2 separate regions of the Anas platyrhynchos genome follow, and region 1 is linked to region 2. Evidence: chromatin contacts called from public Hi-C data. All regions are on one chromosome and are shown on one strand. The core of a region is the stretch at or near the end of the contact, and the rest is flanking DNA. Distances in the headings are between cores, read along the strand shown.

What was found. Hi-C and Micro-C count contacts between places; a contact is called where the count stands out from the background.
Region 1: a Hi-C map of skeletal muscle shows a contact between it and region 2, with 1.9 times the contacts expected there. The contact joins two enhancer-like sites. A contact is called at or near these places in 2 of 8 Hi-C or Micro-C datasets (liver and skeletal muscle).

What each region holds. Positions count from the first base shown.
Region 1 is chr12:11,804,940-11,807,639 of IASCAAS_PekinDuck_T2T, forward strand. All of the region lies in intron 2 of RANBP10 (RAN binding protein 10), which reads right to left. Among named protein-coding and RNA genes, the nearest start is that of RANBP10, 6.9 kb to the right of the region's middle. Within about 2 kb of position 1,287, at least 1 of the 8 cell types and tissues checked has an H3K27ac peak or open chromatin away from gene starts, as enhancers often do.
Region 2 is chr12:11,760,860-11,763,559 of IASCAAS_PekinDuck_T2T, forward strand. It overlaps RANBP10 (RAN binding protein 10), which reads right to left. Exons shown (of 14, transcript XM_038185647.2): 5 at 1,946-1,968. Among named protein-coding and RNA genes, the nearest start is that of TRNAH-GUG, 33 kb to the left of the region's middle. Within about 2 kb of position 1,287, at least 1 of the 8 cell types and tissues checked has an H3K27ac peak or open chromatin away from gene starts, as enhancers often do.

The sequences.
Region 1 (2,700 bases), core at 37-2,536, 44 kb after region 2:
AATTTAATTATTAAACAGAGAATTGCCTAGATGCATAATCCTAGAAACATTTGAACACCCAGCTCCCATTATCCTATAATTTGATTTATTAGGTGTAAACATACACTGGAAAATCGCAGCATAATGTTTTACACATATTCTAAAGATACCCAGTTTATTTTGTTAGAATTTACTTTTGCCATCTCTCTACATTTTTTACAACAGATATTCAGAAACAGCAGAGGGCGAGAGGGAAGGGAAAAAGAGGAGAACTTTTCCTCAAACTCTTCTTCTTTACTGCACAAAATTTCGCGACTGTAGCTGGACACACACAAAAAATCAATAGAAGTTATCACAGCATGAAATATAAAAAGTATCTGAGATTTCAGACCTAAACACACACATCACAAGTGATTAAGTCACGTATCACCATCACTACTTCCACTTCGTCTCCTTACTTCCTAAGCTGTTTTAATGAGGAATTGGTATTCTACCATTGCAATGGTAAAGCCCATGACACCCCTATGAAGCACCGTGTTTCAGTTGCTACTCCATCGTTGTTGTTTTTTAATGCAATGGCAAGTTATCAACTGCAAATGGGAGATTTTGATCTCACGACTTGCTTTACATCTGAGATGCTGCTCTCAAGATTACCCCCTTCCACAAGAATTTAGCAGAGTGACATAAACTGAGAGGCGATATGAGATCTCATCAATCGATGCAAAACCTCCAAAGAGAACTGAAGTGTCTCCACACGTCAGAGCACCAAGGGTTTAGCAGAATACTGCTCGGCCTGTCAGTAGCTGAGCAAGCAAGACGTGCTTGGACAAGACTGTTTGCAAATGTGAACAAGGTGAGAAGTGTTTACTGAATCTGGTTGGGGCTATTTATTTATGTGTTGGTTTGTTTAAACGAGCGTCTGAAGAACAGTGTCAATTTAAACAAGCAGAGATACCTGCAAACAGAACCACCCCCTCTCCTGGTGCCAAGTTTGGATTCTTGGAAACGAGGGAGGAAAATAAAAAAAAAAGAGGAGGAAATCAATTATTTACAAGCTTATCAGATATAAAGAAGGGAACACTCGGTGTGTGCAGACACCAGAAACCCTCGCTTGCTACAGGACATTCCTCAGCCCTCGTTACAGCCACGTTTTGTTAGGAGGTGGTCACGGCGCTGCCAGCTGAGGGATGAACAAAGACAACCATGCCATCAGAGGCCCTGACGTCAGGGCACGACGTGGACAGAGCTCTATCAGCATCTGGAAACCATTAGAGCACGCCAGCGCGAGGCTTCTCAGACAGCAATCACACTCACCATACGCTGGGGAGGAATGGAAAGTTGGCAGGGAGAAACGTAAGCAAGGAAGATGGGCAGATCACTCCTTACTCGTGTAAAGGCTGCTCAACAACCCAAACATGTGACCTTTATTTTTCTTTCTCAGTCGGGGTGAAGCTAAGCTATTTTTAAGGCTGGGACATGGCACACTTGTGTAAGAAAGCTAAAGAAAGATTTTAAATAAACTGTTATGGCCCAAGCTAGATTAGCTCTCGTGCCTCTCTCCTCCAAGTACTCTTTCCTCCTTCTCTAAAGAAAAATGCCCGAGATGGAAGCGAGCACTGGCCAGCATCTCTGGCGGTGTAATGCAGCTCAAGGGGGGCTGGAAGAGAAATCCTGACACTCGCTGCTGCCCACATCCTCCCTCCCTCCCTCTTCTGCCCCCTTTCTGGCCTCCTCTCCCCCGTTTATAGGAAGCACTGCTCCAAGGAACTGATCAAGCCAAAAACCAACCAAGCAAAAAAGATGGTTCACCCGATCCAACTCATTGCCTTAGTGCTGGCAGGAAGAAAAGGGGAAGTTAACGAAGAAATCATGGCACCAGGAAAAGCTAGGGCAGGTCTTTCAGCAGCCTTCCTGAGGCCAGCTCACGGAAGAGCCCCAGTGAGATGAGTGAGACTCATCACAGAGCTCCAGCACACCAAGGCACCCGCAACCGAGCTGCTGTCCCAAACCAGACATGGCCAGGAGAGAGCTGTCAGCAGCAAAATGCCACTCTGAGGACCAGAGGAAAGGCTGCAGGACAGCGGACTTTGCCCAGGCACCTGTGCACGCTCAGAATCTGCCTCCAGGAGCTAAAACAGGTCATGAAAAAGAAACATCAGTCGGGAACAAGCACGGCCGCCCAGGAGACAACTCACCTTGCCCCTGTTAAAGAGGCTAACAAAGCCAAATTGCCCTTCTGAGTCACAAAAGCCTCCAAGTCACGGGCTGGCTGCCCTACCCTGATGAGTCTTACAGGCACCGCTCCTGTTTACCAAGGGGGGAACATCCGACTGGGGAAGGTGCGCTGACGAACCAGCGGCGCACAAACACGCTGCACACAGAGGGAGCGTGAAAGTCCAGCACCTTCAAATATAGCTGAGGTTGAGCCACCGTGATAAAAGCAGGAGTTATTTGTGGCAGCTCAGGAACACAAGGGGCACGGCCGTTTCTGCAGGACTGTTCAAAGAATGCTGGAAGGGAGCCACTTGTGGAGCCACCGAGAGGGCTGGAGCAGAAGGGACCGCGGGACCCTCCTCCTCCTCCATCCTCCTTCCCAGAGCACAGCAAACTCCCATCCAGCAGCCCGGGGTCTGGCCAGGGAAGCCGTGGAGATGGAGATGGCACAGCCCCTCCAGATGCACCACGTCCCAGCATCACTGAACCATTTGCACAGGGAAAATT
Region 2 (2,700 bases), core at 37-2,536:
TCTTCTTTATGTTAAAATGAATGCATACACATGTATTGTGTTTCTGCCTGGAACATAATGCTGTAATAAATGACAAAATATCACTTGCAAGTTATATCAACTTCACATTCCCTACTACTGCAAGGCTTCTCTGCCAGCAGTCGGCATATTTAAATCAAAAGTCTCTCTTGGGTCTGGGGTTCCCTTCTGTAGGAAAGGGCAGTAACCTTGACTGTCTGGAAAAGAAGCCAAGAAACAATGGGCTGAGAGAGCCAAAAAGGCCAGAATAGGACACGGAATACCCAGGCATCTAAAGGAGTGAGGCAAGAAGGAAGTGATTCAAGGGAAGGATGCTAGAGAAGGAGGGTGGGAATGATGGAAGTCAGGTGCAGGCATCCTTAAGGTGAATTTGACCACACAGCAGTTGAGCCATTTAGAATATGGAGAGAAACATGCTGAAATCTCCTGCCATTGCTTGCATCCACAGTCAAGGGGTGAAATAACCCAGTCAAGCTTTTGTCTCACTTTTTAAAGAGAAATTATCTTGTAGAAGGTAATTCCCAACAGTAGGAGGCCTATAGAGCATTCACTGTTCTCCTTTCTGGCCCAGAAAACGTGTCACAGATCGGCTGCTGCTGTAAAAACCAGAACCCACAGAAAACAACTCGGCAAACTCTGGCTAGTAAAAGGCACAGAGATGCCATTTAGTCACTGGAAACTGCCTCAAGCTATTTGAATAGCTGATGCCCAAACCAACCTGACCAGATCTTCCTCCAATTTAACATTAAAACAAAATCATCTTGGAACAGGACATAGATGAAGAAGCTGGAAGGAACAGCAGGATGGAGGGATGCCCTGTGCTCAGGAGCGTTTCGGGTTCAGCCTTAGCAGCGCTGCCAGACCTTGCTGCTGCAAGAGCCCTGCTGCCTGTTCTGCTCCCGTGCATCTTCCCCAGCTGTCTACTCGCTGTCTGTAAAAGAGACTCAATGCTAGGCACAAGAGCACATTAAAATCAGCCTGCTGTGCACTGCTGGATTAAAAAGAAGCAAGTTACAGTAAGCAGGACAGGTAATATCAACCTGCCAACTCGGTACTGTGAAGCAACACTTCAGCTGTATAAGACAAAACAACTGCGTGTGTGTTTCGGTTTGATAGCTATTTTTGGCTGATGAGAGGCTAAATAATAATTATCTGTCTACCCCAGCATGAAGACCACTCTCATTTCAGGAAGAGAAGCAGCGTAGCCAAATGAGCCACTCTTCTTGTTCCTAACCCACTAGCCACAGAGAAGGCTGTGCTTTGGGAGGAGCTGACTGCACGTTGTTGCCTAGATGAACTCATCCGGCATCACAGCACTCAAGAGGAACTCGGTATTGGTGCTGGTGAATCAGAAGAATAACCCTGAATGCATGCCAAATATATTCTTCCTAGCAATTCCACGTGCTGGGTACTGATCACAGGAGGAGGCTTGTCAAAAACTCGTGCGATGAGCCTAGTGATAGCCTTCCCTAACCACCACCTTTGAAACGACTCCACAGCTGCAAGATTTGGAGGAGAGAGGGAGAGGCTGGGAATAACATCAGCAGGCATTTCTGTGCCCTCTGAGGGCAGAAGACAAGAGGCTGCACAGGGACTTTGCACATACACTTCCCACACCCAATGCTGTGTTTGGAAGACAGTGACCTGTAACAGAGTCTGAATCCAGGCTTTAATTCCAGGAGAAGGAGCAACATATTCTTAGAGCTGGTGAGGGATCAGAGGAAGCGTGTGGGTGGCCCACATCCTAGCTACAGAACTATGAAGTTTCAGAAAAGGGAGCATCCACATCATTCAGTAGTGTGTGTTACCATTTTTAACAGGGTATCAAAACAAAACAAACAAACAAACAAAAAATCACACCCCCACACTCTTCCCCCTCCCTTCTCTTTGCATCCTTAGTTAAAATACTGAAAATAGGTGTACTTACAGGGAGGTCTGTAAAGGCTATACCTGTGGGGGGAAAAATATTAGAATTAAAAAGACAAAGGATTTTTTCCCTGCTTGACTACATCCATAACATGCTATAAAAATTTACTACATCTCAATAAATCCCAGCTCGGACCTTGCGTTTCACCACCTGTCATATTTAGAAATAACTTCCCTCCCCAACCCACTCCTCTGCAAGGTTTTGACTCTGGAGAAACGTTCATGGAAAAGCCTAATTTATCAGATATCTCTTCTTACAATTTGATTTTCAAAAAAGCAGCTCCTCTTGTCTTTGCTTCTCCCTCTGTTACTCTGAAGGAGTTAGTTTTCCAGACTTACTTTGGGTTTAGAAACAGAGCTTTACTCTCACTTTGCCTTGGTTTAGGCTATAGCTGCTTCTTCTCACCAGCCAGCCAGGAATGAATATTCAACACTTTGCATTGCAGCTGGGGAACGTCCTTGCAACAGGAGCAAGTTGCAGCCTCCAGCACCTGAGAAATACTGCGCAAAGAGCAGCTTCATCCTCCATGATGCTGTTACAGTTCCAAGTACAGGTGATGGAAAAAAGTGTATGGTTTCCCTTTTTATTTAATTTGGCATATGAGAAAAGAGATACCAAGCAAAACCTACTAGAAATCATAGCTGCTCACAGTAGGATCTGTTTCTGATGGACTAAATATCAATTGCAGAGAGGACAGAGAGGCCCAGCGGTCACTACCGAGAAAGAATGGGACATTTGCAATGCACTGCTCACTT